Regions from separate parts of the Mus musculus genome. Here regions 2, 3, 4, 5 and 6 are each linked to region 1. A link is a contact called in public ChIA-PET, HiChIP or PLAC-seq and promoter capture Hi-C data. All regions are on one chromosome and are shown on one strand. Each heading gives the region's core, a stretch centred on a gene start, on an enhancer-like site or on the middle of the called end of the contact. The rest is flanking DNA. Distances are from core to core; before and after follow the strand shown.

Evidence for each region. Promoter capture Hi-C pulls out the DNA fragments that hold promoters and counts their contacts. ChIA-PET counts read pairs in DNA pulled down with a chosen protein or histone mark. HiChIP or PLAC-seq counts read pairs in DNA pulled down with a chosen protein or histone mark.
Region 2: an RNA polymerase II ChIA-PET map of memory CD8 T cells shows a contact between it and region 1, with 22 read pairs. The contact joins the enhancer-like site here to the promoter of Pxylp1 in region 1. A contact is called at or near these places in 1 of 39 promoter capture datasets (neutrophils), 2 of 484 Hi-C or Micro-C datasets (CD4 T cells and CD8 T cells) and 1 of 115 datasets of contacts at active chromatin or transcription factors (memory CD8 T cells).
Region 3: a contact with region 1 is called in an RNA polymerase II ChIA-PET map of memory CD8 T cells, with 22 read pairs. The contact joins the enhancer-like site here to the promoter of Pxylp1 in region 1. A contact is called at or near these places in 3 of 39 promoter capture datasets (embryonic stem cells, hippocampal neurons and pre-B cells), 1 of 484 Hi-C or Micro-C datasets (CD8 T cells) and 3 of 115 datasets of contacts at active chromatin or transcription factors (embryonic stem cells, memory CD8 T cells and pancreatic cancer cells).
Region 4: a contact with region 1 is called in a promoter capture Hi-C map of neutrophils, with 4 times the contacts expected there. The contact joins the promoter of Rnf7 here to the promoter of Pxylp1 in region 1. A contact is called at or near these places in 7 of 39 promoter capture datasets (embryonic stem cells, frontonasal cranial neural crest, hippocampal neurons and 3 more), 1 of 115 datasets of contacts at active chromatin or transcription factors (embryonic stem cells) and 1 of 9 other capture datasets (adipose tissue).
Region 5: a contact with region 1 is called in an H3K4me3 HiChIP or PLAC-seq map of bone marrow-derived macrophages, with 4 times the contacts expected there. The contact joins the enhancer-like site here to the promoter of Pxylp1 in region 1. A contact is called at or near these places in 14 of 39 promoter capture datasets (the 3T3-L1 cell line, 3T3-L1-derived adipocytes, the HPC-7 cell line and 9 more), 1 of 484 Hi-C or Micro-C datasets (embryonic stem cells), 8 of 115 datasets of contacts at active chromatin or transcription factors (bone marrow-derived macrophages, embryonic stem cells and large pre-B cells) and 2 of 9 other capture datasets (embryonic stem cells and liver).
Region 6: a contact with region 1 is called in a promoter capture Hi-C map of neutrophils, with 2.4 times the contacts expected there. The contact joins the enhancer-like site here to the promoter of Pxylp1 in region 1. A contact is called at or near these places in 5 of 39 promoter capture datasets (the 3T3-L1 cell line, embryonic stem cells, hippocampal neurons and 1 more), 1 of 484 Hi-C or Micro-C datasets (hematopoietic stem and progenitor cells), 3 of 115 datasets of contacts at active chromatin or transcription factors (all in embryonic stem cells) and 1 of 9 other capture datasets (embryonic stem cells).

Annotation. Positions count from the first base shown.
Region 1 is chr9:96,887,491-96,891,191 of GRCm38.p6, forward strand. Pxylp1 (2-phosphoxylose phosphatase 1) reads right to left here and starts at 1,984. Exons shown (of 6, transcript NM_001289647.1): 1 at 1,869-1,984.
Region 2 is chr9:96,390,130-96,393,830 of GRCm38.p6, forward strand. The region is part of intron 1 of Gm39409 (a long non-coding RNA gene); the gene reads right to left. The region is part of intron 1 of Gm40550 (a long non-coding RNA gene); the gene reads left to right. Among named protein-coding and RNA genes, the nearest start is that of Gm39409, 4.9 kb to the right of the region's middle. Within about 2 kb of position 2,027, at least 74 of the 459 cell types and tissues checked have an H3K27ac peak or open chromatin away from gene starts, as enhancers often do. A contact at or near this core is called in CD8 T cells, memory CD8 T cells and neutrophils, where this site is marked.
Region 3 is chr9:96,436,413-96,440,113 of GRCm38.p6, forward strand. No RefSeq gene overlaps it. Among named protein-coding and RNA genes, the nearest start is that of Gm51656, 26 kb to the right of the region's middle. Within about 2 kb of position 1,784, at least 283 of the 459 cell types and tissues checked have an H3K27ac peak or open chromatin away from gene starts, as enhancers often do. A contact at or near this core is called in CD8 T cells, memory CD8 T cells and pre-B cells, where this site is marked.
Region 4 is chr9:96,476,912-96,480,612 of GRCm38.p6, forward strand. Rnf7 (ring finger protein 7) reads right to left here and starts at 1,764. Exons shown (of 3, transcript NM_011279.3): 1 at 1,497-1,764. The coding sequence starts at 1,671.
Region 5 is chr9:96,535,192-96,538,892 of GRCm38.p6, forward strand. It overlaps the pseudogene Gm8495. Among named protein-coding and RNA genes, the nearest start is that of Gm28729, 12 kb to the left of the region's middle. Within about 2 kb of position 1,795, at least 211 of the 459 cell types and tissues checked have an H3K27ac peak or open chromatin away from gene starts, as enhancers often do. A contact at or near this core is called in bone marrow-derived macrophages, embryonic stem cells, hematopoietic stem and progenitor cells and 3 more, where this site is marked.
Region 6 is chr9:96,610,634-96,614,334 of GRCm38.p6, forward strand. Rasa2 (RAS p21 protein activator 2) reads right to left here. Exons shown (of 24, transcript NM_053268.2): 2 at 749-866. Among named protein-coding and RNA genes, the nearest start is that of Rasa2, 19 kb to the right of the region's middle. Within about 2 kb of position 1,863, at least 50 of the 459 cell types and tissues checked have an H3K27ac peak or open chromatin away from gene starts, as enhancers often do. A contact at or near this core is called in hematopoietic stem and progenitor cells and neutrophils, where this site is marked.

The DNA of each region.
Region 1 (3,701 bases), core at 734-3,233:
TAACATTTATATATATGTATATTCAGATCTGTTGGATTGAGAGATATTTTGAAAATACTACAGCCCAGTGGAAGGCATGGGTTGTGGGCTCAAGACAGATACATGAAGTTTGCTTTGTTTTTGTTTTTGTTTTTGTTTTTAAATAAACATTGAGTAACAGGCAGGGGCACCTGGCCAGGTCCTAAAGGTCACCCCAGCCCTGCAGGTATTCAATCCTAGCCAGAAGGACTCCTGAGAGCAGCCTATCACTGTGAGGACAGGAAGATTCATACAGGAAATTGAGAACACTCAGAAGGGCCCTACTGAGCCCCACTGTGTTCTTGGCTAATTACTTATCTATTCAATAGAAAAGGAATATTGAACTAATCACTACCAGAGCCATCAAAGAGAAACCACAGAGACAGGGCAGTCCTACAGCCCAGAGTGCTGTGCTCCAGGCGGTCCACGCTGCCACGGGTTCCCATCTGCAGCCTCCCAAGGTATCTGTGAGGGCAGGCTGGCCCAGAGCCAATCCTAAAAGAGAAATACCCTTTATATGTTCTTTCTCTGACTAGGCAATTAATTTAATCTAAGATTTAATGAAAGACCCCAGAAGGGAAGGGGTGAACGCACACGCTGGGCTGTCACCATGCCATCTCCACTTCTCTCCGGGGACCATGAGGCTTTCCAAGCCATCTGCTTTAAATCCTCTTCCCACAGATGTCACCACAGGGCACCAACACCTCTGAGGAGGGGGCTGGTGCCAAGCCCGACCGACAGTTCCAGAGGGTAGGCTGGGCTCATCACTGTCTAGTCCATAGTCAGGGTCCAGCCTGGGACTTGCCGCAAAGAGCAACAAATGTCCCTAAGCCATGGAACTCTCCCAGAGCCCCTCCTTGATCACTCACTCATCCCACATTTCCCTATCCACACCAGATCTGATCCAGATTCCTAACTGGTTTTTACCTGTTGAATGTTTAGGAAGCATCCTTGCCTTTCCACAAAGACACGGGCCCACCCTAGAGGGGACAGTTACGTTCCCAGAGCTGTGGTGAGAGAGTGGGGATGTGGCTCCATTTCCCCAGCATAGCTAAATCTTCCCCGATCCACAGGTACTACTGACAGCCAGTCACAGCAGCAAAGAAAACCTGCTCCATATTTGTGGGTAGCAAAGCCGGCTTCTTTTTAAGAAATCGCAACCTATCCAAGTTCACCAAGCAAAAGCAAGCAAAGAAGTAACCACACTGTCCTAAACAGAACACTGAGCAAGCATAACCTGCACGCGTGAAGTGGCCCTGGGCTGGGCCCAGGGTTCCTGCGCCGCAGGCAGCAGGTAGCTGGCGAAGCACCAGCCCCACCCCCGGGGCAGGCCCTGAAGTTGCAGCCCCTTTTTACCTGGACACTGCAGCTATGGGACAGCCGGGAGAAGGGGGACCCCGGAGCTCAGATTCCCGCTGAGTCGTTCAGCAGGAGCGCCTAGGCAGAATGGGACCCCGCTGGGGTGGCGGCGGGGACCGTAGGAGCAGAGCTGGGAGGGAGAGGCGAGCGGCAGGCAACCAGGAGGAGGTAGGCGTGGGAGGGCTTGAGGGAGAAAAGGGGGTGTGCGGGCAGGCTTCTAGGGTGCAGGGCTGAGAAAGGGGAGACGGATCGGAGGGCAGGGACCCCTCTCCAACGCGGGGAGGGTATGGGGAGAGGTGGCAACTGGGGAGCGCGTAGATAAGGGAAAGAGCTTGGTGGCAGGGCTCACACCCGCTGCTTGGAAGCCCGCCCCTGCCTCCGGATCTTGGCATCGCGGACACCTCTCCGGGGTCGCCCCCCAAGACCCTAGACACAAGCCCGCCTTGCGAGAAGCCTCACAACCGCTGGGACCCGGCGCGCACCACACTCACCGCCTACGGTCCCGGCCTCCGTCGCTGTGCGTAGGGATCTCCACCCGCAGCCAGCTCCTCCTGGCGGGAGTGCAGGCGGCGGTGGCGCGCGCAGGCCGCCAAACTCGGGGTTCCGCAGCGCCCCCTACCGGGACCGCCGGGTCCCTGCCCGGCCCGACGCGCTCAGGGCGCCCTGGAGCTCCGCCCCGCAGGCGGCCGTGCGGGACCAGCAGGCTGCGGCGACCCGCATCCCGGGCCTTGGAGGCACACATGGCCTGGAGTGTCCAAACAGTCATCCAGACAGGCTCCGGTCGCGCCGTCCGGGTCCGGGAAAGCGCGCGCACTCGGAGCGCACAGGGCCTATGCTCCTCCCTATGCCGGACTTAGGACCCGGGAGGGTGCCATGGCCCCAGGACACTGCCCTGGACCCGTCCCAGCCTTGGCTAGGGTGCTTTGTGACTGCGTGCCTAACTCCGCGCCGCGGATCTAGCTGCGGATGTGGGTCCTGCGGTGCCTCGTGGACTCAAAACTGGCATATCCTAGCCACCGTGCCACCTCCACCCAAGCGCCTGTCCCGCGCTTCTCTTCCGGCGCGGGCCACATCCGGCCTGTGTCTACTCTAGACCTGGCAGTAGTTTTGTCCCTAAAGGCCTGCAGGCATCCACCCTTGAGAGGTCGTGGCTGTGTCACGGGGGCGTTTCTGCATGACCCCAGGGCTGCCAGCCAAAGACCCGCGCAGCACTCGTTCTATAAAGCTGTGTTTGTGGGTCTTTTGTTGTTGTTGTTTCAAATGCTGTAAAAAAGGATCTCACCAACCACAATTGTGAGATTGCCTTTGTTGTCAGTTCTGGGACTACAGTGACACCCTTGTGCCTCTCTCAACTGCAAAAGAGGTGCGGTTTTGAGGGTAGCGCATCACTTGATTTTCCCTAACTCATTCGATAGTGACTAAATCAAAACACTTTATATTTTATCCATATTTTTACCTCCAATTTCTCCCCTCAAATCAGCTAGATTCTACTTCCCTAGCCTGCATTCCATTTACCCCCATGGTCCAGCCATCTGGAATGCCTTCTCTGTTCAATGCCTTGATGGCCAGCTGGCACTTGCCTGAGGACACTAGTTACTATCCCTCTCACCCAATTACCCAGGCTCAACACCACCTTCAGCCTGCTTATCCCTTCAGTACTAGCGACAGCTTTCTCCAATACGTGAGCATGAAATCTCACTCCCCGTTAAATTCCTACTTGGGCTGGCCCTCAAGGACCACCACAGTCCAGGCATCCTATCCAACACAGACTCTTCCTTCTCGCCACGGACTCTTGACAGTTCTGCTCTAATTCCAAGTTCCACTCCTTCACAAGTCACACAGGCTGCAGATGACAGACAACTCCATCCACACTAGCCCAAAGCAAAATACATACATACATACATACATACATACATACATACATACATACATACATACATCAGAAAAGGGGGTTAGGGCAGGGCTTGTCAGCTTCAGGCCTGGAACTTGACCCCAGATGCTCAGCTTTGCTTTCTCTCAAGTCTACTACCCTTTCAGGAACACGGGAGTCTCCAGCCGACGCAGGCTCGCAACTCTGCCTCCACCACAAACCCAGCCTCTCTCTGCAAACTACCCAGGCCTGATTTTGTTCTGGATGGAGCCCTTGTGGGTCTGTGCCACATCTTCTGTAACCCATAGGCGTATGTTCCCTTTCTTGGCTACTTACTTACCCTTCCCATGGGATATGTAGACAGTCTTAGGTTCAACATGACCACAAGAGGATGAAAGGTGACTCGGGCATCATTTCTCTACAAAAATTTGCCACTATCCCACTCGACTGGGGT
Region 2 (3,701 bases), core at 777-3,276, 500 kb before region 1:
CCTTTCTGTAGAGGGCTTGAGCTCTAGAGCTGTAGCTGGATTAAAGCTCTGTAGGCTGGTAGGAGTTTGGGTATTTTGAGACAGTCTGCTCTGTAGACCAGTGTGGTGGTTTGAATGAGAATCACGCCATTGGCTCAGAGACCGCAAAGCTTGGTCTGGTGCTGTTGGAGTAGGTTTAGGGAGTGGGGCCTTGCAGGAAGATGCATCACTGGGGTGTAGGCTTTGAGGGTTCAAAGCCCCACATCATTCCTGGTTCACCCTCTGCTTCATGCTTTGGATCAGAATGTGAGCCCTCAGCTTCCAGTCCTGTCTACCATGTCTGCTGCCTATGGTCATGATGTCCCTGCCATTGTAGATCCCAACCTTATGGAACCAGAGCCTGAGTAAAATCTTTTTTCTTTTTAATAAGTGGCCTTGGTGTTTTGTCACAGTCACCATTAGAAAAGTCACTGATATAATCAGGTTGGCCCAGAACTCACTACGTCGTAGCCCATGGCAGTCTTGGGCTTGCAATCCGTCCAACTCCTCAATTTTCTAAGTGATGAATGGGATCACAGAAGTGTGCCACCGCACCCAGATGAAGTTTATTGTTTGAAGGTGAAAGGATAGCACCCAGCCCAAGGGGCTGTACCTGCAGGAGAGGGCAGAGACCTATTTAGGACTTTGGCCAGGTGGTGGTGGCACATACCTTTAATCCCAGCACTCAGGAGGCAGAGGCAAGTAGATCTCCGTGAGGTCGAGGCCAAACTGGTCTGCATAGTGAGTTCCAGGACAGCCAGGGCTATGGAGTAAAACTCTGTTTTGAAAAACAAACAAGGGCTGAAGAGACGGCTCAGTGGTTAAGAGCACTGACTGCTCTTCCAAAGGTCCTGAGTTCAATTCCCAGCAACCACATGGTGGTTCACAACCATCTGTAAAGGGATCTGATGCCCTCTTCTGGTGTGTCTCGAAACAGCTACAATGTACTTATATAAATAAAATAAATCTTTAAAAGAAGAACTGAGCAGTGGTGGCACATGCCTTTAATCCCAGCACTTGGGAGGCAGAGGCAGGTGGATTTCTGAGTTCGAGTCCAGCCTGGTCTACAGAGTGAGTTCCAGGAAAGCTAGGGCTATACAGAGAAACGCTGTCTCGAAAAACATGAAGAAGAAGAAGAAGAAGAAGAAGAAGAAGAAGAAGAAGAAGAAGAAGAAGAAGAAGAAGAAGAAGAAGAAGAAGAAGAAAAGAAGAAATAAAACTTTGAATAGTGGCTCAAGGCTGGATGAGGTGGGCTCTTGAACTTCAGGCTAAACAGTAAAATGGGACTTTGTAAATAAGAACTACTGCTTTCTCAGAAAAGGAGGAGGAGGAAGCGATTAATGCCAGCTTCTTATTCCTCTTTTTTTTTTCCCCTTTTGAGGCACACACACTCCAGGATAGCCTCAAAAACAAACAAAAACAAATAAACAAAAACACAACCAAACAACCAAAAAGCAAAAAACAAATCAAACCAACAAAAGCCCCCACTATGTAGCGAAGGATGAGAAACTGCTCCCTCCTCCTCCATATCCAATTATGGGGTTATGGGCATATAATAAGTGTTTGACTTGCTTTGCTTTTTGAGACAGTCTTGCTCTGTACGCCAGGCTGTCCAGGACTTCACTTCGTTAATCCTCCTGCCTCTACCTCCCTGCCAAGTTCTTAAATTTAAGTTCAAATTAAGTAAGTGCCCAGGCTCCGGAAACCTGTCTTCTTATGTTCTAAGTCAGTGATGATGAATATACCAGGATTATACTGAAATAATATTGAACCATAAAAGCCACAGAAAAGCAGTTTGCTTCTATCTGCGTTAGACTCACAAGCCCAATGATACCCAGAGCCACTGGAGGCTGTGGCTTCTTCTTAGTTGAGCAACTGGGTACTATTTGGGACAAATCACTGGTCACACAAGTTCCATCATAAGATGAGAAAGAAGAGGAAGCAGTGTTTAGTGTCCTTTTGGTTTAGTTTTTAATAACAGGACAGGGTAGGCATTGTGCAAGAACACAGGATATGACATCAAGGAGACCTCTCTGAGCCAGCCCCTGCCAACCTCTCAGAACTATGTGACCTAAGGAGGACCTACCCACTCAAATCAAACCAAACCAACCCACAGCAACACATCTCTCTGTCATCTATAAATAAGAACACCTTCCTGACATGGTTTGAAGGGAATTTACATGGAGGTGCTATGAAGTACCACAGAATGTTAAGACACTTCATGTTCAGAAGATGCCAAGAATTCTTTAGACTCCATTCTCACTTCTTTTTTAAGTGGGAGATGCTGAGCAATCCTACCCTGCCCTTCTGTTTGTCAGATCTCTCAGCATACTAGACTTGATGGATAACGGAAACACTTAAATCATCACGAAGGGTCAAATACCCCGATTGGCAACCTAGTAACTCACTTATAAGAGATTTTAATTTTTAAAATATCTTTGTATTAATTCTTTGAAAATCTCATGCAATATATTTTTAAAGATTTATTTTATGTATATTGTATATGAGTGCTCTATCTCTGTGTATAACCTACATCCAAGAAGAAGGCATCAGATCCCATGACAGATGGTTGGGAGCCACGATGTGGTTGCTGGGAATTGAACTCAGGACCTCTAAAAGAGCAGCCAGTGCTCTTAACATGTGAGCCATCTCTCCAGCCCCCAATACAATATCATATCATAATAATCATATTTATTCATCTCCATTCCTCACCCTAACTCTTCCCAGTTCTACCCCACCTCCACTCCCAACGCCATGTCCCCATTTTTGTTTGCTTTGTTTTCTCTCTTTTTTTTTTCTAAACAACCCACGGTGTTCTATTTGTGCTGCCCATATACTCCTGGATGTGTGGCTACCCACTGGAGCATAATCAACCTATGGGGGTCACACTCTTAAAGAAAACAGACTTTCCCTCTCCCAGAAGCCATCAACCGTCCATAGCTCCTCAGTGTGGGTGGTGCCACTTGTGAACCATTTTCCACTCCACGCTAGAATCTCTCCACTGGCTTGATCTAGCATAGGCAACAAGGCTGCCATGGTCCAAGACTGCAGCAGTCCTGCTTGTTCAGAAGATACCGTTTCATCTGGTCCTTCCTGACCTCTAATTCTAACAGTCTCCTTCCTCAGTGCTGGCATGTGTGTGATACAGATGTCCCAATTGAGACTGAACTCAAGTCCGCTGACTCACTCTTTCCACTCTGACCACTTAGGAGTTCCCTTGCTAACCTTCCTGTACTGTACAAAGCAACGCCTCAGATGAGGTCTGAGTGCTGCCCTAGTCCACGAACAGAGAAAGATGAAATTATACTATGTCCATATAGTAGAAAATAGTGTGTGCTTCTTCCTGTAGTCAGGACTTACATCCAACCAGAAAGTGGTTGGATGCCCCCTGTAATATTTGTGCCACTGTGTGCCTATGGGCACATCTTACTGCACTGTCATTATTGTAATTCATAGAGTTCACAGCTAGGTAAGACTTGATGTCTTTCCCTCACAATGGCCTACACAGAATCTCCCAGTACAGCGAGCAGGGAAGGAGCTTCCTGGTCCATACCAACTTGATTTCTCCATATCCTGTGAGCAATGTGTCTGATGTCTCCAGCAATAACACCTTACTATCAAGTTGTTTTAGGCAGCCAGGAGCAATGGCGATAGCCTGTACTGTTCTGGGGGTGTCCAAAATG
Region 3 (3,701 bases), core at 534-3,033, 450 kb before region 1:
GAGTGCTAGGATTAAAGGTGTGCACCCCGTCCCCAGGGCTTCTCTGCATCCTATCCAGTAAATTCTTTATGCTCTGCTTGCCTTTGTTCACCAGGTTGGCTGGCCTGGTCCAACCCAACAGAGGTTCTGGGGACTTGGAATCTAGACCCTGAGGTATATTCTAAGACGACCTTTCTCTCTCTCCAAGGAAAGTCATGACGAACTGTCCCCTCAGTTACACACACCTGTAACCCCAACAAGAAGGAGGATCAGAAGTCCAAGGCCAGCCTTGTCCACATAGTGAGTTTGAGGCCAGCCTAAACTACATGAAACCTTGGGTTAGAAAACAAAAACAAACAAACCAAAACCACAAATAAACGAATGGGCCTGTCGTCTGTGCAGTCCTTGGGCTCTTGGTATAGTGGACACAAGACCCATTCCGACTGATTTTTCAGGACTGAATTACATATTGGTCCTAAAGGGCAGATGAGGAATTTGAAGGGCCCTCCGGGAGGTATTTCCCTGAGGAGACTGGAGACAGAGGTGCATGCCAAACACCCACATTCCATCAGTCTCCAGCTGAAAAAATTAATTGCCTGCCCTTTATGCCATTTGTCTTCGGCATGTGAACTGCAGTCTCAGAGTGGGAGGGGAGGAGAGAACGGCAGGCAGCTTAGAGCGGGGGTTCAACCACGCTGATCTCTTGGCTGCTCCTTTAACTCCTGTGGTGACGGATCGGATCGGAGCATTAGTCTCTGGCATCAAAACAGTCTCTCGGTCCATGTGACCAGCACTGCCGTTGCCGCACTGTAAAGCCCACAAGAATCGGCAGCCCACAGACCCATCAGTGGAAGCTTTGTGTTTGCTTCGTGTGGGTTTGCTGGTGGCCTTTGGCATAGCCACACGTTCAACACCTGCTGGAGCAAAACAAACCATGCCCAGCATTGCTGTCGCATCTTGGCCTGTCCCTGTCCTGAGACTATGGATTAGGACACTGACAAGGTCTGCCCACTCCCTCACCGCTCACACCCGGGAGTACAAAGTCTCTGCGTTCATCATGCTCAGGGGATTGCTTAGACCCACCTGTCACTTACTGGTGACCTTGAAGGCGGACAGACCGGGATTCGGACCCCGATCCTCCAGGAACCTGACATCTATTGCCATTGCCTTGACCCATGGGATAAAGGTGGCACCAGTCCCAGTGTGGCCCTGCACAGCAGCGGGCTGTGACCTTGGCTGAGATAATAGCGGGGACAGGGCATCTCCATGGAACAAGGGTTCCTATCTTAACAGTTTTTAAGGCCTACGCTGCAGGTCCTTCAATGCCAAGGTCACGAGTCAACGGGTAGAAATCTCGACATCTCATCCCTTGATCTAGAGCAATGCCCTCGTGGGGCTCCTGGCTGGGGACAGGCAAGGCGGACAGCGTTGCCATCAAGCGGCAGGTCGAGCCAGAAGCTACCCTCAGCTCTTCACAAAGCAGATCCAGTCTGCGGCCGCAATCCAAACACCGAAGGGAATCAGAACGTACGTCTTTTGTTTGCCGTGGCAGGAGAACTGTTGAGCAGAGGAAAAAACAAGCTGAGCTTAGCGCTATCAGCTGCTTCCTGGGGCTCGCTCCTTCCTTCCTCCGAGGGGGGTCTGGCCGCTTTGTTCTCGTTCCCAGCTGCACTTCTGCGCCTTTAAGCAGTGGCCTCCGCAGACCTCAGAGGAATGTAGCCCTGGGACCCCAGGGGACTTGGCTCAGGGCTCCGCCCGATACGGCCCCAAGCTCTCAACCCGGGTGCTCCTGCCCTTGCTACGTATCGCTCTTTCTGCCAGCCACTTCCTGGCTTGGGGAACAGGGGGGTGAGCCTCCCCAGAGGGGCTTCCTGTTTTCTTTGACAATCCTGAGAGGACGTGGTTTCATAGAATCCCACGAAGAGTCCACAAAAGGGTGTCCGTAATACTACTTCGATTGTCTGGGGGGAGAATGTGTCTCTCCTGGCATCCGTTTGTCCTGGTTCAGTTCCTAGCTCTAGAGGTTTCTAGCCAGTCACACCCCCAGCCAGCTGCTCAACCCCTCTGAGGCTGAAGCTACCTAGGGAAGATTAAAGCGCCAACAGTGTCTTGGATGCCTTCCCAAATCTTGGCCCACGGGGGGCCCTCAACAGGTGTTAGCCAATTGTCACTATGCCTGGGTTTTGATTACTTCAGTGACACAAGAAAACCAAACAGAACCCTTTAAGACTGATTATGTTGAAGAAGAGGGTGTGGCATAGCCTAGCTAGGCAGCTGGGCTTTCACTCGAGAGCGTTCCTCAGTGTTTTCATGATCTGTGGATCAACACTGCCCCTCCCCTCTCTCCCTCCCTCCTCTCTAGTCCTCCACCCCACCCCCATCCCACGAGGATGTTACAGATTTCTGACTGTGCCTCTAATTCAGCTGAATAAAACTGAAGTGGGACCCCACGTGCTTGCATTTCCTGGCTGAGAGGAGGTAAGACAACTGTAGGTGCCCAGATTCAGCCCGAACATTAGGCAAACTGCATTCACTTAGCTCAGACCTGGAGGCTCACGGTCTCAGAGATGCAACTGCAGGGACCACTGGCCAAAAGAGCAGTGGGAACTGTGGCCATGGGGCTGTCATTGACTGCTTTTTCTTTTTGTTTGTCTTGAGACCTTGTTTCCGGTAGTCCAGACTTGCTTCAAATCTAAAAATGTAGCCAAGAATGAACTTGAACTTTGGTATTCCCGTCTTATTCCCTAAGAGCTGGGATCACAGGTGTGCCCACCATACCCAGTCTGGGAATAGAACCCAAGGCTTTGTGCATCCTAGACATCCACTCTTCCAATGACTCCTGCTTCCCTCTCTTTCTTTTTGAAACAGGAGCTCACTAAGTAGCCCAGGCTGGCCTGGAACTTGTAATTCTCCGGTCTCAGACTCCCAAATTGGGAGGGGGCTATACACTTATCACTTGAGCCCCCTCCCCTTTTCCTTCTTTCCTTTTTATGATTTTTTTTTGTTTTTGTTTTTGCTTTTGTTTTGTTTTGACAGGGTTTCTCTGTGTAGTCCTGGCTGTCTTGGAACATGCTCTGTAGACTAGCAGGCTGGCTTTGAACTCTAGAGATCCACCTGACTCTGCCTCCTGAGTGCTGGGATTAAAGGTGTGTGCCACCATATCCGGCTGCCCTGTTTCTTAATCATCTCATCAGCCTGACTAGACAGATAGGCATTATTGACCAGGCTTAGAGAAGGTGTTTAAACTACCGGTGCCACTGCAGGACTGTGATCATCAGGAAGACACTCTGATGGGTTCTGAGTGGGGAGACTGGCTGGATGTCAGCCCAGTCCCTGTCCCATAGCCTGGCATCCCTCATGAGGAGTCAGCTTGCCTACCATCCGGCATGCAGCAGCCAGGGGACAGGACCAGGATTCTGCCACTCAAGGACTCTACTCCTCCATCCAGGACCACGCTTCACTTACCGGATGTGATCAAAAGGATGCTCTAGGCTTCCTACCTGTGTCTTTATGAAATTAAATGCCAGCACCTAGACTGTATGTCCCATGCCAGCCCTCTCCCATCATTCCCTGCAAGCCTCTCCACGCAGTCTCCCACAGCTTCCTGGGATCTGTCGCTGTCTGTCCCCGTTCTCCAGACCTCAGCTTCACTCCCTCCTTAGTCCCATCCCAAGCCCCTCTCACTGATTCTCCCTTGAGGATGATTTTGTTACCTCTCCTTT
Region 4 (3,701 bases), core at 514-3,013, 410 kb before region 1:
CACACACACACACACACACACACACAGAGTTCTTCTATGTGTCCGCCCCCACCACAACTCTAAGTAAATTTTGTTGTTTTTAAAGACAGGGTTTCTTGTGTAGTACTGGCTATCCTGGAATTTGCTGTTAGATCAGGTTGTCATGGAACTCAAGAGACCCACCTGCCTATGGCTCCCAAGTGCTGGGATTAAAGAATGCACCATTAACAACAGGGTAATAAAATAATGATGATGATGATTTAAAAAAAAAAAGCGGGCGTGGTGGTGGACCCCTTTAATTTCAGCACTCGGGAGGCAGAGGCAGGTGGATTTCTGAGTTGGAGGCCAGCCTGGTCTACAAAGTGAGTTCCAGGACAGCCAGGGCTACACAGAGAAACCCTGTCTCGAAAAAACCAAAACAAACAAAAAAGATTTATTCATTATTTGTTTTTAAGATGGGGTCCCACTACTTAGCCTTGGTTGTGTAGACCAGGCTGGCCTAAGGCGCACAGAGATCTGTTTATCTTTGCTTCTCGAGTACTAAGTTTAAAGATATCACCACACCTGGCCAGAATAAAATTTCTAAGCAAAGCTTGTGCTGCCTCTGCCCCCATGCCTCAGCCTCCCGAGTGCTGGCATTTCAGACATTCGCAACCACACTCAACCCTAAAATGGAAATCACTGCCCAGCTCCTAAGCAAGGATGAGGGGTGGAACAGCTGGATTTTAGTGTTTTAGTCAAATCAGATTCTACATAGAAACTAGTGTCTGGGTCTACAATTAAATGTAAAAAGTAAAGTTTGGGAGCCCTGATGAAGCAAGTCCAAAGACAAAGAATAGACTGTGGAATCTCTTGATGCTACGTTTAAAGTCTCAAAGCCAAGAAACGCGCACATTTTCAAACTGCAGAAATCTATTTCAACTACTCCCCAGTCGCCCTGTAAAGCAACCTCACAGTAATCTAAAATTTTATGTTTATGCTACCTGCATCTGGGTTTGCATACCAAATGTGCCTAATGCCCTCAAGGGCCATAATGGGGTGCTGGAGTTATTGGAACAGGAGTTAGAGGGTGGTGAGTTGCCATGTGGGTGTGGAAAATCGAACCCGGGTTCTCTGTTAAGAACAAGCTTGTGCTCTTAACTGTGGAAACATCTCTCCGGTCACTGAGCCTCATTTCGGTTATGAGACAGAATCCGTATAGTGGCGCAGGCTCGCAATTTCCAGTTTTTGGGAGGTGCGCCCTCCTGGGTTCTAAGCCAACCTCGGCTAAATGGGCAAGCTCTAATCCTGAGGAACGTGAGAGCATCTCAAAGACGAACATCCCAACCCTCAGATCTACGCGAGGGATCCGCTGGGAGATTTGCTGGCCGCAGGGCCGGAGGTTCCCCTCGGGTATCCCGGTCACGCCCCCTCCCCCCCGCCCCCATAGGAACCATCCCGTGTCTGGCGGCCCGGCCCGGCCCAGCACTCGCCGGCTCGGCCCAGCTCGCGGTCCCGGCTTCGCCTGCATCGCTTACCCATCACCTGGACCCTGCAGATGGCACAGGTATCGCACTCAACGTCCCAGCTCCACATGGCTACCGCGTTCCACTTCTTGAGAGAGAACATCTTGTCGCCTCCCGACTTGGAGCCTGCGCTCCCGGAGTGCGAAGAAAGGACGCAGGGTTCCTCGCCGTCCTCCACGTCGGCCATGGCGGCGGCGCAGAACGGCGACGCGGACGTTGGGCGCGGAGGCGGGAGGTACGGTGGCTCAGCGGGGCCACAACACACGCCACGGAGCCTCCCGCAGGCACGGGCGGGCGGGCGGAGCCAGACGGCGATGATTGGATGGCGCGCGCCAGTGACGTCACGAGGGGCTGGGCAAGGCCTGTACAGAGAACCCCAGCGCTTGCTAAAGTGGCCAAAGGCCAGTTGCTGTAGGGCAGGCCCGGGTCAGTAAGCGAGCATTGTCTGGAGTTACATTGTATTAAACTCGGGGGAGTCTCAGAAATCACATCGTCCCTGTCTTCATTTGTCTCCTTTCTCCCAAATGTAAAACTATCAAGAGTAGGGACAGAATTCTCATCACTGTAACCTCCGTATCTTACAAAATGGTTGGCCTTGAATTCAGATTCATTTATTTATTTATTTATTTATTTATTTATTTATTTATTTATTTATTTATTTTTGGTTTTTCGGCAGCCGGGCGTGGTAGCTCACACCTTTAATCCCAGCACTCGGGAGGCAGAGGCAGGCGGATTTCTGAGTTCAAGGCCAGCCTGGTTACAAAGTGCGTTCCAGGACAGCCAGGGCTATACAGAGAAACCCTGTCTCGCAACAAGCAAGCAAGCAAGCAAGCAAGCAAACAAACAAAATATATGTTTTTTTAAACTTTATTTTATGTGCATTGCTGTGAGGTGTCAGATTCCTTGGAAAGGACCTGGAGTTACAGACAGTTGTGATCTGCCATGGAGGTGCTGAGGATTGAACCCCGGTCGTTTGGAAGAACAGACCATGGTTTTAACCACTGAGTCATCCCTCCAGACACTACATTTGTTTGTTTGTTTGTTTGTTTGTTATTGTTCTCAGGTGACAGAGAATAGGTAAGCAGAAGGGCAAGAACGCAATGCTTAAGCAAATGTGTGCTGGGGAGAAAGCAGAGTGAGCCAGCCAGGGAAGGGCCAGGCAGTGGGCCCCTGGGACTGTGGTTAGGTCCCTCCCACCAGGCTTTGTCTCAGATCACTTGGCCAGCATTGAAGGAAAGCTTGGATGAAAAAGCAAAACAAATGTTCCTGCCTCGTGCTCAGCTCACGTCCACCGCCATCCTTCAGGCTACTCTTACCAACGGGGGTGGTGGTGTCCATCCTTACCGGTTAAGCCAATTAGAAGTATATGGGGCAGTGGCCGTGCACACCTTACTCTGAGCACTTGGGAGACAGCAGCAGGTGGATCCTTGTGAGTTATAAGGCCAGCCTGGTCTACAAATCAAGTTTCGGGCAACCAAGGCTACACAGAGAAGCCTTGTCTCGAAAAACAAAAACAAACAAAAAAGTACGAGTCCTTTATTCGTGCAGGACCAAATTCCGGCGCATGCCTCAGAGTCTCTTGGTGTCGCAGCTCAGGGATACGGTGTTTCTAAAGGCAAACCCCACAAAGACCACAACTCACATGAAAGTCAGATGACAGAACAATCTTGAAACGTTCATTTCTGACAGAACATGGTGATTTTTTTTTCCAGACGTAACATGAAAGTTACTTTTGACTTGTGCCTTCTTCAGTTATTTTAGTTTACATTAATTATTTTGGTTTATACATCGGGACCATGGTCCAGGCCACAGAAGTCCCAAATGTGCTGGGAGGGTAGATGTGGGCATGGAGGTGGGTGAGGAGAGGACTGAGAAGTGCCTAAGCCAATGCACAGGGAGTCGGGACAAGATGGCACAAGATGGCGTTTCTGTGGTCACTTCCTCTGCGGGAGAGTCTTTATTCCTTTGTTGAGAACACTGGGAGAGAGATGCTTGGTTTTGTTTTAGAGACTTCCCTTTAACACAAACACGTTTGAGCCCTTCAGGAAAGACCTTATTCCCATCGCGATTGAGTTTCCACTGTTTATTTCTCCACTCCTCATTCCTTCCTGCCATTCATCTTTATGAAAATAATCTTCCCTGTGGCTGAAGAGGAAAAGCTCTCCGGGGCTTCTTAAATTCAGTCCTTGGCGGCAGCCTGTGAACTACACAGCCGAG
Region 5 (3,701 bases), core at 545-3,044, 350 kb before region 1:
CCCAGGTACAGATGACTGGTGTGCCCAGGTACAGATGACTGGTGTGCTCAGGTACAGATGACTGGTGTGCCCAGGGTACAGATGACTGGTGTGCCCAGGGTACAGATGACTGGTGTGCCCAGGGTACAGATGACTGGTGTGCCCAGGGTACAGATGACTGGTGTGCCCAGGGTACAGATGACTGGTGTGCCCAGGGTACAGATGACTGGTGTGCCCAGGGTACAGATGACTGGTGTGCCCAGGGTACAGATGACTGGTGTGCTCAGGTACAGATGACTGACTGGTGTGGTTATCCTCCACACTTCCCATTGGGCCCACTCAAACCTCAGAGGAACACTTCTGGGGCGTGTCATGTCTGATGGTGGCTTTGAGCTGGGCTGTGGGTAAGACTCCTGCGAAGGCTGACCCAGGAACTGCTTTCCCTTAGGGAAAAGCACCTCCCTCTGAGGACGGAGGCACTCACTAGGTGCCATGCGGTTCTCAAGTCTCACACTTGGGCTTCTGCTGTGCAGTTTGCCCAGCATGGAACTTGCCTTTTCTCTAAGGTTTTTGGCATCTTTGTTAACAATCATAGGGTTATAATTGCATGCGTTTACCTTTGAGCCCTCTGTCGCATTGGTGTACACTTGTGCTTTGTGCCAAGCTCCACGCTGGCTTGGAGCCCCAGGCTCCGTCCTACAGCTCAGTTGTAGACAGGGAAATGGGGCGCTGTTTCTGCAGTCCTGCTTCTCCTAGCTTCACACTGCTTTGGCTATTTGGAAACTTCCGTTTACACTTTGGGTTTTTTTTTTTTTTTTTTCTACTTCTGGAAAGAATCTCATTGAAATTCTGAGTATGTGAATTACTTTCAGTAATATGTTCATTTATACAACAGCAATTCTGATCCATGACTATTGGGAGGTTTTTGTTTAGTTTTTTAAATTTTCTAATGTCTTCATCTGACTTAATTTTTTCTTATTGATTTTCCCTTCAGTCCATCTTATTGCTCTGGCCAATGGTGTTTTAAGCACCATTTCTGAAGCAAAAGTAGAAAGCAGACATGTTTACCTCACCCCGATTTCCCCACTTAGTGCATAGCTAGCTATCAGTCTGTTGCATATAGCTGTTCCTCCCCCTCCTCCTCCTCCTCCTTCCTCTTCCTTTCCTTTTTTTTTTTTTTTTTTTTTTTTTTTTTTTTGAGACAGGATTTCTCTGTATAGCCCTGGCTGTCCTGGAACTCACTCTATAGACCAGGCTGGCCTCGAACTCAGAAATCTACCTGCCTCTGCCTCTCAAGTGCTGGGATTAAAGGCGTGCGCCACCACTGTCTGGCTATGATGCAACATTTTAAGGCATGAGCTTTTTAGTCACTGATAGCTTAAAGCTGCTCCTCAAAATGGCAGTGCCGAGGCCAATGTCTGAGATAGGATTTTGGCTGGGTTGAGGCTTAAAGGTGGGTTTCTGCTAACGAGGAACCTCTCTTAATCTTGCCCCCAAAGGTCAACTACCCTGGGTAAGGGACCTAGTTCCCTGTCAACATGAACAGTCTGTATCAGCCCAAGGACCACTCTGTTGACTGGCATATAAAAACCTCTTGCTCTGCCACCATTTTGCTTCTTTGGTTCCCAATGAACCTTTCTTTCTCCCCAGATAGTCCAGTTCAGTGGTTTTACTGCACCTTACATTTGGTGCTGAAACTCTGGATGGAACTAAAACAGTAACCAATGATGTAACTTCAGAGGAAGGGGACAGTGGAGCCTGGCTGCCTGGCAGCAGCGGCAGCAGTGCTGGGGCCTAGACGCGGGGGCGTGGGGAAGCATGGGAGGAGCGTTTGCTGCGGCCCGCCCGGGATGGTCCAAGTCCGGCCTGGCGGGGTCGAGCGGGAGCTGAGGAAAGCACGCGGGCCGGGTCTGCGGGCCAGGTGGCCGGGGGCTGAGGTAGAAGTGGGCACGGAGGAAAGGGCTGGGCGAGGCGGTGGGACGAGCACCCTTTGGTGGCGGCCGCGGCCCCAGGGACGGGTGCGTGGGCGCCCAGCAGCCCAGACTCCTCCCGCATGGGAGTTGCTCTAGATCATAAACCAGCCTTTGAAAAAGGAGAAACCAGAATGGAAAACCGACTATCCTCTAACAGATGGACAACTGTGCAGCAAGAGGGATGAATTCCGGGACACTGCACCAGCTTTTGAAGGCCGGAAAGGAGATCTGGGATGCTTTGAAGGCCACTGCACAGGCTTTTGAAAGCAATGATCATGAATTGGCACAGGCAATCATTGATGGTGCAAACATAACACTACCACACAGTGCCCTGACAGAGTGCTACGATGAGCTGGGCAACCGGTACCCGCTGCCAGTCTATTGCCTGGCACCACCAATCAGCACGGTGGAGGAAGAGAGTGACATGGAGACTCTGGATGTTCCCGAGCCACCTCCCAATTCTGGACACGCATCAGCTCCATCTGAGGCTCTGCCCAGGCAAAGACCTCAAGCTTGTGGTCCGCACACAGACACAGTGTTTCACATGACGGGGCACTTACCTGCCGGAGAGTGTGGTGCCAGGCAACCAGCGGTGGTTCTTCTCTGGCAGGTCTCTCACTGATAGGAGGAAGCCGGAGGAGCTGAAGATCCCTAAGGACTGCGGTGCAGGTTATGTGAGCCAGCCTGTGCAAACCCCACCACCAGTGGAGAACTGAGCTGGGCTAGTCTTCTTCCAAGATCCCTTGGCTCCTTTTTATTGTTACCATTCCCCACTCTAAGGCGTGAAATTTATTTTCACTGCTCTGAATTCCCTATGAATGGATTTAGTTCTGAGGAATTACCAGTGAAAAAAATCCCATCTGTGATGGAGACCAACAAAAATAAGAAAACACACCGAGCCAAAAAAAAGAAAAAAAAAAAGATGGAACTTCAGGTGAAGATGCATATGAAAATTAAGATGAAAGTAATGGTTGGTTATTTAAGAATATCAAATCACCCAAAAGACTCACTGCGAGGAAAGCTTGCAGAGGAGCTTAGTAGCAGGCATGGACGTGGAGTAGAAAGGAACCATAATGGTTTTAGGCATTGTTTATTCTGAATCATGGGAGTTAGAAAGGGAAATTCAAATTATGGCCCCTGCCCTTTAAAGAACGGCATGCTTACTCAGGGTACAGGGCTGGACATGGTGGTGCAGGCTCTCAACACAGCACTAGGAGTGCAGGAGGAGAATCGGGAGTTCAAGGCCAACCTTGAGAATTAAAACAACAAACAAAACAAAAAACGGAAACCACTCACCCACCAATCCCTGCCCTGCTAATAAACTGTCAGAAAGAATACTGGTATTTATTACAAGTTTTAGTCCACATGAAAAAGGTTCAGACCCCCCCAACTCTTTGTTAACGTTAAACTCTTATGGGGCCACGGGGCTGTTGTTAATTTAGGGGTGCTCAGGAATGCTGAGGCACACAGGGGACAATCTGTTTCTCACGTGGGGCATCAGTTATCTCTAGTCTACTCTTTGGCGCTGCCACATATATTCTCAAGAGAATCTGTTAACATGGCACCGCATGGTCAAATGTGAATACCCTGAGGATGACGTACTGAGGTTATACAATGGACAGCTACAGACACCCCCACGTCAGTGTAGGCTTTGAGTCATGAGTGGCTTTAATGTTTGTTTTTTTTTGTTTTGTTTTGTTTTGGAGACAGGGTTTCTCTGTGTAGCCCTGGCTGTCCTGGAACTCACTC
Region 6 (3,701 bases), core at 613-3,112, 280 kb before region 1:
TTGTGCAGCAAGTACTTTACCAAGAAAGCCATCGACCTCTCTAGCTTCAACTTGTGTGAACTTTGAGCTAATATGTTCTCTGGAGAAGTAAAAATGATGTGCTTTGAGGAAAGCTCAAACAAATAGGCACTATTTAGCCTAGAGAGCACATTGAACGCTTATAATAGTTGTTTTCAAACATTTAATGCTGTCACATAAAAGATGGACTAAAATTGTTCCCCAGAAATCTAAGGGACAGAGCTAGGACAACTAAGAAAAACTACTTCCTAAGGCAATGAAAGGCCACATGAGAGAGCAAGCACTTCACTGGGGTCACTCTTAGAGACATGAGTGAACAGAACCCAGAACTGAGCAAGCGCTGGGCACGTGACTGGATGTCACTTTAATAATCACTAACCAATTAAACATAAGCACTTTCTGAGTCAGAAGAGTTCAAAGACCAAGCAGCCTACTTAGGAGGTGTGAACTTCTTGGTGACTGAACCATTATGAAGTAGATGCCCCATGACCACTTCCCAGAACTACTGCTAAGGAGATCAATGTTGTCAGTGCAGCTTACTGACATTCAAGGCCTCTTTAAATGCTTACATTCTATAAATCTAAAAAATAAATTCATAATAGAATACAAAACCTTTAAATAAAAAATATTAGCTTCAATATCAAGAAACTCAATTTGTTGATAAAAATCTGGAAAATACATAAAACCATGAATATACATCAAATGAATAATTTCTAATTTTTCTACCAACCTTAAAGACTTTTCAACAACCTGGGTGCGATAAACTTCTTCCTGGTCCAAATTTATAGTGCAGAAACAATCGCGCATTTTGTTGGGTCCAAGATATGGCAATAAATTTTTTGCTTCATCTGTTGACACAAAAGTTTAAATTGATGTTAAATTTTTTATTTACATCACCCAAAGCTTATAAATGAATTCAGTCTGGAAGAAGGCATAATATGGAGTACAGGGAAAAAAAGCAACTTGTGCTCAGAGAGGTCAGGGGGTCTAAAGGAGACTAGTGAAGACTGGGGGATGAGCTAAAAGGTGGTGAACTTTCCTGAGAAGTCTATAAAAATGAGTATTTTTTATTACAAGAAAAAACCTAAGTGTTTAAAAGTAAAAAGACCAGAGGAGCTATGTATAGACACATCACTGCATCCTTCCTCTATGAAAGGGCAGTTTCTCTCCCTCCTGTCTCACCAGAACCATCTCAAGAATTTTCCTGCAATGAATCTCTCCTGAGTCAGCATTAATTTCCCTTCTACCGTTTGCTCTCAGCAGCATATAAACAACACTCCACAATTAAGACAAACAAAAGCAGCAGACCGTTATCCTCGGTCCGGCTTCTCTCCCGTGCCACACCTCCACTTCCAGACTCCTCTGTCAAAGGAGAATTTCTTCTAAGTACTGCCCCTCACTTGCTCACTTCCCATTCACGCTGTGATCCTCTCTAATCAGCTTCCGGTTCCAAAGTGACAATGAAACTGCTTAGTCAAGGCCACCAATGTCAAAGGATGTTGGCTCACCCATGTCCAATGTATTCTTACTACATCCACACCTTTGCAGCATCTAACAGAGTGGACATGTAACAAGCTCCCTGTTCCTGGATTCCACAGCACACGGTTTCTGGCCTTTCTCCTATGTCTTCCACTCATCTCCTCATCGAAATGCTGTAACTGCCTCAGGGCTCTGTTCTAGACCATCCCTTCCTTTTTCTATAAACTACTGCAGTACACACTGTTAATGCTAGGAGCTCCCAGTTCTGTGTTTGCAGGCCTGACCTTCCCTCATTCATACCACTAGATATCTGGCAGGTATCTCATATTTAGCAAGTCCCCAAAACCAATCTTATTTCCTCTTCTATAAGCTCTTCCCTTGGTCTACCACCACTTCCTTCTCACTTATCGTCTTCCTGCCTCTCCCTCACACAATCCAGCTCATTAGCACATCCAGAAGATCTTCAAAAAGACAACATCTAAAACCCAGCTACGTCTCCCCTTCACTAGAATCACCCAAACAGGATCACTGCAGAGGAGCATGGCAGTATCTTCTGTTTCTGCTACTCTTCACCAACCTGTTCTTCACCAGGAGATGTGATCTTTTCTCTCCTTTCCCATGCTGGGGATCAGACCCAAGCCGTCTGCATGAATGCAGAGTAGACGAATGCTCTATTGCTGAGCCATAATCCAGACCAAGCATGATCTTCTCATAAGATTGAACTCAGTCACTTCTCAGCTCATCCCACTTGTCTGAGAATAAAGTCTAATCTCTAAATCACACTCTGCATGACCCTAAGTATCCCTTCTGACTCCTTCTTTTGTTCTTCCCTTGGTTCACTTTTCTCCATTCATCAGCCATGTCAAGTTTATTATCAAGTTTATTTCTTCCCGGATCTCTCTACTCTTTACACGGCTGGGACATTCTTATCATTCAGTCCTGACCTCAAATGACACTTGACCTTTTCCCTAATTAGTCTTAGGTTTGGTTTCCTTGAGAGAATTTGTAATGGGCTGAACTTCTGTTAAGGGTTTCTGCAGCTCCTGTACAAGGTCTGAGAACTTGCTAATGCCCAAGATCTAAAACAGGAAAACTCTGGTGATATGTTTGTTGAAGGAATAAAGAACCCAGCAAGTCAAGCTTTGAAGGTCTCATGAGCTATTTGTGTACCAAAAGGACGACACCCAAGTGTCTACTTGATGTGTATACTGAAATCCCATACCAATGTACAAATCTAAGACAGTGAGGAAGGGGCCAGTAAGAAGCCTAAGTGGGTGGGAACATTTGTGTGCAATCCTGACTAGCTGGAAGCTGGAGTGCACATAATGTTTCCAGTGTTTCTACAGTAAGACGATGGGAGGTGACACAGGAGACCCACCCAGAAGCTCTGGCGTCAACAAGATAAAACCTGCAGCCAGGTAGTAGTGGTACATGCCTTTAATCCCAGCACTCAGGAGACAAAGACAGGTAGATCTCTGTGAGACTGAGGCCAGGCTGGTCTACAGAGTGAGTTCCAAGACAACCAAAGCTATTCAGAGAAACTATCTTAAGGGAAAACAAAACAACAAAACAAAACAAACAGGGAGAGAGAAACCACATTTCAAAAACAAAATGAACTGGCTGGAATGGTGGTCATGCCTGTGATACCAGCCACTGGAGTCAGAGGCAGGAGGATCCCTGTGAGTTTGAGGTTCTCTCCCCTGTCCCTCCTCTCTCCCTACATAGGACCTTGCTTAACAATTCTATTTTCACTGCTGTCAAACTTCTTCAGAATTTCCTTTGCCTCTGAATAACACAATGGATTTGTTTTAAAACCAAAGTTTATAGAGTCCATAATACACCACCTAGTTACATACATACATACATACATACATATATATATATATATATATATATATATACATACATACACATATGACTACAATAAATACGCTCCATATGTAAAAGAGAGTTTAGAAAATTAAATCATTACCCTAGGACGTGTCCCTGTTTTATTCATGCTAAGCACTGGTTAGAAAATAATGGGGCATAATGTGTAAATAATCTACCAGTCCCACCCCACAAGAGAGAAACAAGGGTTACTTTGTCTGTAGAATTTAATGAAACTGAATTGCCAGATATTTACTTAAAATAATCAAAGGCCAAGTCTCAGATAGTGTAAGAAATGCACCCAGCACCACTTTTTATAAAAGTAGTTTTCCTGA